Linked DNA regions of Zea mays: region 1 is linked to region 2. A link is a contact called in public Hi-C data. All regions are on one chromosome and are shown on one strand. Each heading gives the region's core, a stretch centred on a gene start, on an enhancer-like site or on the middle of the called end of the contact. The rest is flanking DNA. Distances are from core to core; before and after follow the strand shown. Region 1 holds the start of LOC100383729. Region 2 holds the start of LOC100274104 (putative rnase H family protein).

What was found. Hi-C and Micro-C count contacts between places; a contact is called where the count stands out from the background.
Region 1: a contact with region 2 is called in a Hi-C map of ear, with 2.5 times the contacts expected there. The contact joins the promoter of LOC100383729 here to the promoter of LOC100274104 in region 2. A contact is called at or near these places in 2 of 25 Hi-C or Micro-C datasets (ear and leaf).

What each region holds. Positions count from the first base shown.
Region 1 is chr4:51,539,815-51,546,317 of Zm-B73-REFERENCE-NAM-5.0, forward strand. It overlaps LOC100383729, which reads left to right and starts at 4,802. Exons shown (of 10, transcript NM_001321633.1): 1 at 4,802-5,107. The coding sequence starts at 4,965.
Region 2 is chr4:51,386,713-51,393,280 of Zm-B73-REFERENCE-NAM-5.0, forward strand. It overlaps LOC100274104 (putative rnase H family protein), which reads right to left and starts at 1,454. Exons shown (of 9, transcript NM_001360534.1): 1 at 1,062-1,454; 2 at 821-979; 3 at 605-652; 4 at 448-510; 5 at 198-290; 6 at 1-106. The coding sequence starts at 1,367.

The sequences.
Region 1 (6,503 bases), core at 3,552-6,051, 160 kb after region 2:
AGGGGGATGTGAGTACAACAAGGGTGAGATCACATATGTTCATCGCTCAACAAGTTGTGGGGAATAATGTGCACGAGCTCACATACGGTGGGGGCTCATGTGAAGTGTAAGGCTTATCAAAGAAGACGGTTAAAGTTGAGCATTGCTTTTAGAGTTGGTCAAAATTTTATTAGCAGTTACTAAGTATAAGTAGATACTATCCCAATTAAATAAGAGATAACAATTAATAATAACACCTACAATACAATGCATATGACAGATTAAGTTTAGTTCCATAAATTAATCATGCGAGAGTCCTAAGTCGCTCTTGACCGTGAGCATGACTGATATACCAGTTTTACACTCTACAGAGGTTGCACCCTTTACCCACAAGTAGTGTTACCCATTTGCCAAGGGATCGTGACTTCACATTCATCTCTATCGAGGAGATGAGGCAGGATAGCACTACGAGGCCTTTACAAAGTTCTACTATCTTCAGAAAACCCACTACATTTTCTAAGAAGGGCAATATAGGGATCCCTCATCCGAAAAGCCATCGCAGCATGATCGACCCGAGAACCTTCCTATACCACATCTCCTCTACCGCCCTTGCCCCTTTCGAGTAAGGTAGTCCTCCACTAGCTTTCCTAATTAGTTAGCCAAGGGCGCCCATTCCACCCTTGTGGTAGCACGATTATCTCAATTGCTCCATGTTCCAATTAGCACAATGATCTTGTCATGAACAATAATTAAAACAACAACATAATTGGAACATGATTATAATTCAAATGTAACATTAATTCTAAAACCAGGTAGATCAACAACAAGTCTACCCAATAGTTCATTTGTCTGCAAGGGGTGGGGTAAACAAATCTAGGGAAACCTATTAGGTCCCATCAAGTTAACATGAGCATGTCACAGTGATTTACACGAACATTATTGGGTAAAGAAGAGTGATCAAGGGCACAACTTGCCTTAGACTTGAGATTCCTAGGTACTTCACCAAATTGGTCTTCGGGTGACCCGTAACATCGCTGCTACACGTAGCAATACATACAAATAGACAAAAAGTACATAAAAATAATAGTACACCAAACATAAGAACAAACAACGTAAAAATATTCACTACGAGATCGCAGGTTCGAGAACCACTAAAATCAGAGTTACTACGAATAAGATATGATTTCCAAAAGTTGTTTATGCTTGGGCAAGTTAAACATCGCTAAACCAATTAAGTGCTTGATTTTGACAACATGTTACATAACAAGATAAGGTTACTAGATTGTATTTAATGTTAATACGAACCTAGTGCAATTGGAACAGGTTAAATCAGAGCTAAAATGAATTAATTATGAAATAAACAATGTCCTAGAATTATTTTTACATTAAAAATCATTATCTCTAATGTATTTTACAAGAATTTATTACTCTATGGACTGCGGTGCTTAATATCGAGGAATGCAGGGTTGTCTTTATAAAATTCTAGACCTCGCTATAATAATCTTTGAATCATGATGGATAGCGGGTTGATAAATCAAAAGGGTAGGGCTTCTTATACAAAATCGTCTAACCGAAAGGGTATCGACTCATGAGCACCGTTGGATGCAAGATCAACAGCGCAGATTACATGAACTCCCTTATGAACCGGTACGCGACCCAGGCCGTTCGATCACATATCAACACTCGGGATTTAAAACGGTCCCGAACCAACCTTGTCCGCCCACACACAGATCTGCGGTCGAGATTAATCTGAGTCGAATCGGTACAAAGCTTCTAATCTAAGCCGCCCGCATCCGAATCAATGGCCCGCAGTGTTTCACCCTCCTCCAGTTATCCGCGCGGTGGCGCAGCACACCGACGTGGCCATGCCTGACATACATAGGTCCTAAACCGAGAACTAATGGGTGCCATACAAAGAGTATGGCAAGGCGGACAACATGATAGATCTCTCACTGTGATTATGGCGCAGAGGCTCCTGGCTACGGCGTGGCGCGGTTTTGCGGCGGAGGGCGTGCTCCAGTGAGGAATTCACCGCACGTCGTCGGATAATCCCGCTCGGGTATAACACGAGCACGCGAAGGGAGCACTAGGAGGGCTCTAGGACCACCCACCCCGGTCACGAGGACGACGACCACGTGAAGGCACTCTAGCGCTCCCCTCTCCCTTCCCGGTTTCTCACCAATTCCTTGCTTGATTCTCTCGGCTCCAGTGGTTGACGACGAGATGATCGGCAGCCCTAACTTTATAGTCTCGAGGAAGCGGCGCCACGGCATGCCCCAACAACCTCCATGAGTTGGGCGCAACAACCCCCGCAGAGCGCGTGGGGAAGATACACAGTGCACCGACCCACGGGCCCACAATCTAGTGGTCGTGTGGCATAAGCGACCGACAAGGCGGGTCCACCTGGTGCCGAGCGCAGACAAGGGCGAAGCACAGGGAAACAGAAGGCTGCGCAGTGGCCCCCAGGTGTCAGCACCGAGGCGCAAGTTTTGGCTCGGCCGGCGCAAGGAAATGTGGATCGGCCGAAATACGCGATCACCAACCCAGACAGGTTTTATTTTATTTTCCTTTTTTTGTTTTGTATTTCTTTTCGGATTCCAATTTCAAAGGTTCAAACCAAATTTAAATTCTTGTTTTTGAGCTTTAGTCTTAAAATACCTAATTAAGTCCCAAGATGAGTATAACTCTCTCTCTGTTTGCCTTGATTTTATTTATTTTATTTCCTATTGTTTGCTTATGAAAAGGATCATTTACTTAATTAAAACTTTCTTTCTGAATTTTGAGTTCCCCATTCAAATCCCAATAAGTTCAGATTTCAAAATTAATTATTGGAAATGAGTGCACAACCAAATAAACTCTAGCATGATGCATAGGTATATATATATTCACCTACTTCATTAAGAAAAATGGTTTAGATACCTAGACAAAATTTAGTATTTATCTTTTATTTAGCTTTAGGAAACTAGCTCCAGTTTCATAATTACTTTAAATTCTTAAATCTCCAAAGAGTTTCCTTAAACTTAAGATTAGGATTTTGGGTGTTACAGCGAGTGACTCCGTAGAGAGTCGCGGACCTTCTCCACGCGCAAGTTGTGCTCCACTAACGGAGCCTCTCAGATGGTCCTCGCCGTCTCCACTATCGAGCTTCCGGTCAAATCATCGTGTGCCTCATTCCCTCTGGTACACGGTGGTGGCCGTATCACAAACGCAGTTGATACGGTCTTGCAGGACTCTCGCACTACACGGTACAATTACAACTGCTCGCACAAGAGCCGAGGGGTTTGTGGGTTTGCTAACCTCACTCACACAGCTAGGAACAAACCTAGAGCAAGCGCTAATACGTTCTAACTAACATAAGCACATACGATAATCACCGAGTGATTCTATTAAGCACTTGTGTGATAGAGCTCTTGGAAATGTGCCTCTATGCTTTGGATATGTTTCTTGTGCTCCAACTTCTCCAAATGGCCGACTAGGGGGTTTATATAGAGCCCCCATTCAATTCTAGCCGTTGGCGGAAAGCTGCAGAATTCTGTCTACGTGCGCACCGGATCGGTCCGGTACGCCACTGGATTCTTGTTCGGAACCTCCATGTCAGCTAGTCGTTGCCTCTGTCGGCACTGTAGCCGGTCTGGTGTGCCACCACACGGTTCGGTGCCAGCCACGTCACCCGACAACCCGTTGCTGACCGTTGGAATTGATCCGGTGCGCCACCCGCTTGGTCCGGTGTGCTAGCTCACCAGGTGCCCGAAAAACAGGCTCTCTGGAATTTCGGTCTGGTGTGCCACCGGATCGGTCTGGTGCACTAGTCAGCATCCTAATCTGTTTTCTTCAGTTGTCTTCACTTGGGCTTGTTGCTCCACTTGTGTCTTGGATTTTGCTTAATACTTGTAGGTCTTCATCGAGTCTTTAAGTGTCTTCTCTTGATGTGTTGCATAATCAAATCCTAGGTCCAATTCACTTCACCCAGAGACTCGCTTCGCTACAGTGGAGGAGGAATGGATGAGGACGACAATTGAATTGTGGGGAGGAGAGAGACTGCCAACATACAGAGCGTTTGAATATGCTTGCATTTTGCATGCCTAGATACGAAGTCTATTACATAAGCGAACAATGTTGTTTAGACATGCAATAAACAGATCCAGAGCAATTCAAGGAGCTCACTGTAGTCAGTCTAAAGGTGACGGCGATTGTGCAAACATTTCTTACGTGCAAGTGTGCAAGCGAGTCTCTTGATCCGTTAGATCAGGAATCTTATCTAATATTTAACACATAAACGCTCTCGCCACCAGGTCACCAGCTTGTGTAGTTTTATAAAACTCTAACAAACAATGATTGTATCTATGATTTATCATTATCTAACATACTAGAACACTCGCTTGCACGCTTACATCTAAGGACCGCTTGTACAACCTTCGTTGCAATAGTTTATTTAAATGACATAAGAACGAGGGTAAAAGTAAAACTGACTTTTTATGTCTCTCTCGGCTAAGAACAAGTTAGCATACAAGATGACGCGCTGATTTAGCATTGACACATCACTGAAAATTTAATAAATTTATAAATCATGTACTGTTTTTATGGTTATGGTAATTATATACTTCCTTTTAGTTTGATTTTTGTGTCAAATTTGATTGGATCGATTTATTCATTTTTTAAATAAAAAAAATCAAAACTATACTTAATATCACAGTAAATATTAACAATAATTTTGATTTTTTTTGAACAAGAGAAATCGGTTATACTTGGAATAAAAATGTCAATTATAAATTAGACTGCGATAAAGCCGGCCGAGAAAAATGTGAGCTCCGTATCCGTAATTCCGTATCATTGTTTCTCTCCTGAGTCTCCTCCTTATCAGAGAGGAGCTGGGGAAAGTGCTCCCTCCGCCTCCATCCGTCCGTCGTCGCCCGGCGAATCGATCGAAGCTAGCAATCAAATCAGAAAGAGCAAGAGAAGCGCCCGAGTCCCTAGGCCGGAAAGCTATGGACAGCGCCGCCAACTGGCGGTCAACGCAGGGCACCGACCCTGCCGCCGGCGGCGTCGATCCAAACGCGGCTGCCCCCGCCGGAAGCGACTGGCGCACCCAGCTTCAGCCAGAGGCGCGCCACAGGATCGTGAATAAGATGTACGTCCTCTCCATCTTCCTTCCCTCCTTCTGATGGGAACTGTCAAGCGATTCCAATTCTTTCGTTTCGCCATGGCGGATCCATGTCGCTTCTTTTACGACTCGATCGATTCGATTCGTGTACACCTGCTTCCCTCTTTACTTATCTCTTTACCTTATTTAGATAGAAACAAACAGTATGATGCTTGCTGGGTAGGGTCTGCTGATCCATCCTTGCACTTCGACCTAACAATTCGTTTACCTTTCTCTCATTTGTTTACTCACGGACCCCGACTCGTTTGTTCGTGACATATGTCCCTATTACAGTCGCATCGATGCATCCAATCCAATACATCATACTTTCTAAAATTATATATCTCTATTTAAAAAATTTAATCATCGAAATTATTAGTAGAAACTACATGACTACTTGTTTGTTTCTACTTGACTATTTTTTGCTTGCTATAATATTTTAAAAATATTTATAAAGCCATCTCTGCACCATAAACACACATGGAAACATACACAAGCTGCATAGAAACATACACATGCTGCATATGGTGTGAAATCATCACATCTGGAGGATTCACAACTCTTGCAATGCACATTTTACTACTAACTTTTTTCTCAGCCATTGCCCATGAAGCATGACTTCAATGTGCACCTGAGTTAAAAAATTCTCAGCCACGAGGGGTGACTTCTATGTGCATTTGGGTTTGTTTTAAGGTATGGGTGTAGCATGTGACAACTCATGACATGATTGTTTTTTTCCAACCCTTCCTTACCCGTAGTGAAGGGCAGCCATGACGTAGCGGTAGACAGCTGGCTGTCTCCAATTTGCTATCCTCCTTGCAAAATAATAAAGGATAAAAGTATGTAAAAATCCCCTTCCTAGACCCTCATCTTGTGTGAGAGCTTTTAGCATTGGTTATGCTGTATGATCCCAGTCTTTCTCCGCCAATTAATTAAGTCATGTATATGTCTGCGAATCGAAAGTGTCTATTTTCTAAGCAACGAGACTCTTACTCTCATAGAGAGGATGACACTACGAGTTGGTGGAGTTTTCTTTGTTTATTTTTCACACACTCCACAATGCCATACCTATCTAAAGGTTGGTGATACATATTTATAACCCAAGGGGATGCCGAGCATATGCTTTCTAGAGATGCGAATATGTTGTCCTACAAATTGCACTACACACTTAACAAATATGCTGCTGTCCTCTAGTAAAAAAACTGCAGCAAGAACTGCAGTCCTTCACAAGAGACCACATGATTTGTTCCATCATTCTCCTCATAAGTCTTGTGCGTCGTCTTGTGAGAAAGTTGGGTCATCTCGGACCTAGAGCAAAGCTCAAGGAACTTGATCCTCCCCAGGGGTTTGGTGAGCAGGTCCGCAAGCTGATCCTTGGTGCTGA
Region 2 (6,568 bases), core at 204-2,703:
TATACTTGAACCCTTTCTTGGCTGCATATGTTAGCCCTAGGATCAATGCACGATATTCAGCAGCATTGTTGGTTGCAATGCCCAGACCCTCACGTAGTTGAGCAATCTTCAGTAAAGATCATAACACGGTAACCAGCTAGGTATGATAACTCGGTATAAATAGAACACATCAGTTTAGTTACCAGTTGGCTACATACCACGGAACCATCTACCTGCCTTATTATTGCTCCAGCACCGGCTTTCCCTGGATTTCCTTTAGAGGCACCATCAAATTCAAGAATACAAGAGAGCTGCAAAAAAGGTCAAAACTGCTGATGAGCGCAGCTTCATGTATCATCACAGCACAGATAAATTAAAAATATACATGCTAGTAACAAACCAAACCATAACTACAGGAACAAGCCAAATAACAATACAGAGAGTGGGCATTGCATTATTTATACTCACATGACTATCAGGTAATGGTACCTGCTCATCAACTTTGGGATGCTTCTTTGATGGTCCGATTTCCTTGAGAAAATGATTTTTAGTGCGAGTTAATGAGATATATAAAGGTCACTTTTGAATGGAAATGAACCACAGTGACAAAGAAAACGCTACTCACAATCTCCTGTGATCTTTTCAGAGTAGACGATGCAGCTCCATCAGGTTGCTGAAACCATAAGTTGCACAATGAGCACACCATGAGATGTTAATGTTACGGCAAAAGTCAGGTAGTATAAAACTGAATTTCATGTCCAGAAATCACCAGCAACCTTATCGAACTCTAAATTACCTGAAGCAGCTGGAACTTACGAGCAGAGAGCATTGTTCGTGTTACCTGGAAAGGGCAGGGAACTAGATCGTCGAACAATTCATCTCGTGCATCTGTTGCATCAATGGCGTAGAGAGCGTTCCTTAACCCGCGCGCGGCGAGGTATTCCTCGGTGTCTTTACGCAGCGAGTAGCCTTTGAAGACGGTGACAGAAGGGTCGCGAACCTAGCAGCAGTAGCAGTAGGGGCATGGTCAGCCACAGCAAGAAAGCAAAGGAAGGAAAGTCACGGAACTCGAAGGCACATACCGAATTGCTGACTTGAGCTTGGCATTCGCTGAGGGTTTTGTAGATGCCGATGACGTCCCCCTTGCGGACGACGTAGAAGGGTTCACCGACTGAAGACGAGTCCATTGACGTCTTTGCGGCGGATCTCTTGGTGGAGCGCAGTGAGGAGGAGGAGGAGAAGCGCGTGCGCGGCTGTGGGAGTGGGAGTGGCGACGGCGGCGGCGGTACGGAAGGCCTGACAGCCCAGAAGAACGGGTAGTGCCTCCTCCACGCCGCTCTGGAAATCAGCAACCCACAGTGGAAAGAAGAGTAACTGCGAATCACCATTAGAGAGGCGGAGGAGAAGGGCAGAAGTCTGGCCAGGCTGGGACCGGAGGTGGGGCTTACCAACCGCCGCCGCGCAGGAGCAGGCAGGTGCTCCCTTCCCTTCCCAGTAGAGACGGGCAGACGGCGATATCGACGAAGATAGAATGGACCGGGCAGACTATTGGGATGGATTCTCTTCGAAGCCCACTAAGTGATGGGCCTTTTCTGTAAGAGAATGAATATCTAAAGCAAAGCCCATAAAATGAGACAATATTGGGTCAATGCTGATGTCGTGGCGTCTGGAGCTTACCAAAGCCCATGAAAGCTTTGACTTGGAGCTTTCCTGTTCATTTCCTTCTTGCCTTTCTTGGTCGCTCCTCAGTCTTCTGGACTGCACGGTACTTCTCGCGACGATTGATTTCGTCGTGGTCGTCGCTTTATGGCTACCTGCCTAGCTTGGTTGCTCCTCTCTCTTCTTATCAGGCTAGGTAAGTTCTCGTGCGTTACAACCAAATCGTATAATAACACGATAACTTATGTACATGTGTGTTATATGTATATGCTCGTCCGTTGCTACGGAGTTAATATTATAAAACAAAAATTTTTTGTATATTAATGTATTTTATCATAACAACACACGAGCATATACCTAGTTAGATTCTTATGTGGTGAGGTCACAACTATTTAATTCCATTATGCTCTATAGGTTGCATGTACACGAGATAGTTCACGGGCAACTACTGATAAAGTGGTTCCTAAAGAGCTTCGAGCTATATGACAGTAACATACTGATGAAGTGGTTTCTAATACAAGAGCATACTGATGAAGTGGTTCCTAATACAAGGACTGAAGAAGTGGTGAATGGAGGGCTGTGGGTGTCTCATCACAGATTGCTACGACAGAAGCTGGTAGTACTATTTCAGCAGGAGCAACATCGTCTCCATGCATTGTTAGATGTTTAGTTAAAAATCACCCCGAAGAAGAAAGTGTAATCTGGCCACTTAAATTGTAATATGTGAAGTGCAGTGTGTACCGGTATGTGAACTTGTTTGAAACTATAATTTGTGAAATGAACTACTGTTCTCTAGTGAAAATAGTCTAGAATTCATTCAGTGATCTCAAGCACTGCTTTCTAGTGAAAATACTCCTCTATTTCCCTTGTAATCTATGAACTGCAGTTATTTCAGATTTCGGTAAAATAGTCACTTAAATCTGCAGTTATTTCGTATTTCTATGAAAATAGTCACTTGAATCTGCAGTTATTTCAGATTTCTATGAAACTGAACAATATTTATTTCTAAGAAACTATACAATAGTTCAAGACAAACTCAACAATATTTCCTGAGAAACAGAAAAATAGTTCATGAGAGATTGAACAATAGTTCCTAAGAAACTGAAGAATAGGTCGTGAGAAACTATACAATAGTTCACGAGAAAATAGTCTCTAGTTCCTAAGAAACTTAAAAATAGTTCAGTTGAAACTGAACAAAAGTTCCCGAGATACTGAAGAATAGTTTCCGAGAAACTATAAATAGCCTCAGTAGTACTGAGAAAATAGCCTCAACAGTTATTTCAGATTTCATATAAACACAAGTACACGGACTTAGCCATTTAGAGCCACAATGTACACAGATTGCTAGTACCTCATTCACAAAAAACAGTTTTTTCTTAAACATATGCATTTTAGCCACAACAGGCACAAGTACATAGATTTAGCTCGGTAGTACAAGTGCAATGCATTACCTCATCACTACTACACTTAATACAAAGGAACTACAGTGTGTACGCAGTACCACACAGTTCAATAAATACAAAAGGAACTGCATTACCAAACAGTTCACTGAATACAAAAGTAACTGCATTACCAAACACACAGTACAACACTTAATACAACCAACCAAAAGTAATACAAACAGACAGCATCCACGACGCAGCCTGCCTTGTGCGCAGCAACGACGACAAGCTACACAGCCACGACGACCTTCTTCTCAGCGACCATAGCCGCGTTGCCAACTTCCTCCGCAGCAAAATTGTTACTAAGATTGTGTTTGCCAAGAGTGAATGCTGATATTACTCAAGTATTATTGCATTTTACAAAAATGTTACTAAAAATGTACCTCCAAATTGTCGTACTTCACCTGACGACCAGGTCCAGGGGTCTTGTCAAGATCACATATACTCTTCATGATTTTGGAAGTAAAAAACTTCCAGCGGGGTGTGCCAACCAGTCGAGTGACTGGGCATTCAACATTGTCCTAATAATAAATCTAAAACAAATAAGAAATTATTGAATCTTAAAAGTTTGTAACTGGTTGTTATTACTGGATATTTATAGTGATATACATCTACACACAATGTAATTACTGAATCATGTGCATCTAAAAAACTAAAACATAAAAGCTGAATTACTAAACCTCTGTGAAAAAATAATTGAAGGGTTATTACCATAAAAAAGAATACATCCTTGGATGTGGGGTGTTGCAACATGCCTTGCTCTCTCCAACATGAACTTCTCAGACTTTGCAACAATATCATCACAGAGTCTCTGACACCAGTCATAATTCTTTACTTCCTCTAAACTTTCAGTTACAATATAGTCCTTGCTAGAAATGAACAAACTGGTTGTTGGGAACAACAAAGAATTACAAGCCAAGATCAAAAAACATCTGATGATCCAGTCTTCTTCATATTGGTCATGAAGACTGACCATCCTTTCAACAACCCACCGGGAGACCTCATTAGATGAAAGCTTCTTATATGCAGCCAAACACTTGTTGCGAATCAATCTGTTGAAAAGGAAAGTAGTGTAATAGTGTTATTAAATAACTGCATAAAAACACACACCAAGGTGTAGAAGAAAGGAAATAGCAGTAAGTTCATGCTGGAAGAGAAGTGTAATTGATTTTTTAAAATACATAATGCATACATACCTTGTTGGTTGTAGTGTATCACCAGTTTTTTAGCATCACCAGTTTAGAATCCTTAGGGGTCATCTACAGCTGTAGAGAAGGTAGCAGTAATAATATATTGTATAGAACTCAGACCAAGGAGGTTTAATATAGAAAAGATGACGTACCTCTTTGTGTTTAGTAGCTGTAAGTTCAGATGAGAAGCCAGCAGTGTTCCACTCTGCTAACTGCTTCGATTGTTTCTGTAGTCTTATCTGAGCAAGTGTTTGGAACCTATGGCTAAACTGGCGAACATAAATATAAATCCTTTTGAATAAACAAAAGAAAGTTGATGTTGAGATTTTCGTTGAGAATTTGAGCAAGTTTGCAGTTCTTTTTTTTATCAGAATGGGAGATGTGAAAATAGTTTACCATGGAGTAAGCAGAGTATATGTAGTCTGACGCTCCAAAGTTGATGCCATCAAACACGAAGGCCAGGGAATTAATGGTCTGCGTGCCGGCGACAAACTGAACCAAGATAAAAGTTGTCTAATTCAGTGTCTGAATCTTGCAAAATGCTTGCATATGGAGCGGCGTTGTTTCGATGGCCAGGCCAGGCCACGTCCTTACTGGGATGCCTCTGTGAATGACTTGGATCATGGGCACGTCGCTTGTGAAAATGCCAGCCCCAAACCTCATAGCAAGTCCTAGCACGACAGTGAGACCCATGCCCAAGACAATGCTCAGCTGCAAGGCGAACATGACCATTAGCATGGCATGGCACCTGGTTGCTGTTGGAGGAAAAGGGTTGATAAGGATCTGATACACACTGTTGTCCTATATTGTAAGTTTAGCTGCAACACACAAGATGTCGCGGCAACGACCTTCTTGCTATCGTTCTTGGCGAACGCGCTTGCAAGCACCGCCTGCAGTCAGTCAACGACACCAGGATTTAGTTCGTGTTATTTTAGGACCTGCCACAATAGCATCCTAGGCATTAGACAAATCAGCAGTGGTAAAAAAATTCATGGTTAGAAATACAGTTAGACAAAGGTAGCAGCAGTAAAAAAATGCTGCTACCTCTAATTTATGTCGTTATAATATAACCTCACCAATCTAACCTTTCTATATCTTTGGATTGAAGGGTGAGAACAATAGTAAAGCTTCCATACCTCATGTAAATGCTCTCTGACTTAAACCGCCCTCTCTCTCGGATAAATAAGTGGTAAATTGTTCCCTTTTTGGTGGAACAGCTACAAGGACGATTTGTAAATTTTGGAGTCCTTTCCTCCTTTAAATGGATCTTGGTAGCAATATGTATACAAAGACGACAAGATGAATGAACCGCTGCCATGTCAATAAGAGCTTTGAAAGAATCGGATGGACCATCATACTTCCACCTAAGATGCAAACAAAAGAATGAGATGTGTTTATTGTAAGTACAAAACCATGACGAATGCACATGCTTGATGCTACAATAAGCCTTTGTCAGTACAGCTAGGATCAAACCCACATGTTACTCAGGAAATTTTATTCACCATTAGTTTAGTACAGATATTCATGATCAAACTTCAGATGTTTTCAACAGAACTATCAATGTTCAAAGAAACGGTGAACACAGACCTATCTTTTTTGGAGTGGTAAACAAAATGACTTCAGAGTAAAACATACATATGTGACAACAAATTTATTGTGCAGTGCTATCAAGGTCCATGAACTTTGAAAAGGCATACTGGACCTCGATGACACATTTAACAGGTTCATTTGTTAGCTGGATTTTTGTTTTCCATTATTGATTATCATTGCATTTTGTACCATCAACTATGAAGTATGGTTGTTGTAGCTTGCTATATAACTAATTCATAAATGGACATAAGAGTGGGGTAAGAGTTTGTTGTATAAGGATTATCCAATAAAATAATTAATCACCAAAACAGATAAATGGACACAAGAGTGGGGTAAGCGCTTCCTGAGAGATAAAAAAGAACAAATAATCGAATCAGAGACTGCATCAATTCAGTGAAAACAAAAACATTTCCTTCTCTCGCAACCAGACAAGCGAGAAGATGTATGTTATCGGAGCCCTTGGACGAGAACGGAAGGTATTCCTTACAGCTGCTACGTGGTATGACCAATTCTAATCAGTATTAAGAAGGGGCCGCAGGGTAATATTTACACCAAAAGTCATCTTCACACTTCAGAACTCTATCGGTTGTCGATCACGTTCTCCAGCTCCTGCACACAATCAGAAATTCAGAATCATTGCCAAAACAGATAAAGACAACTATTATGTACCTAGATGAACAATTAACGAGTAGTTTAGTTCAAATTATA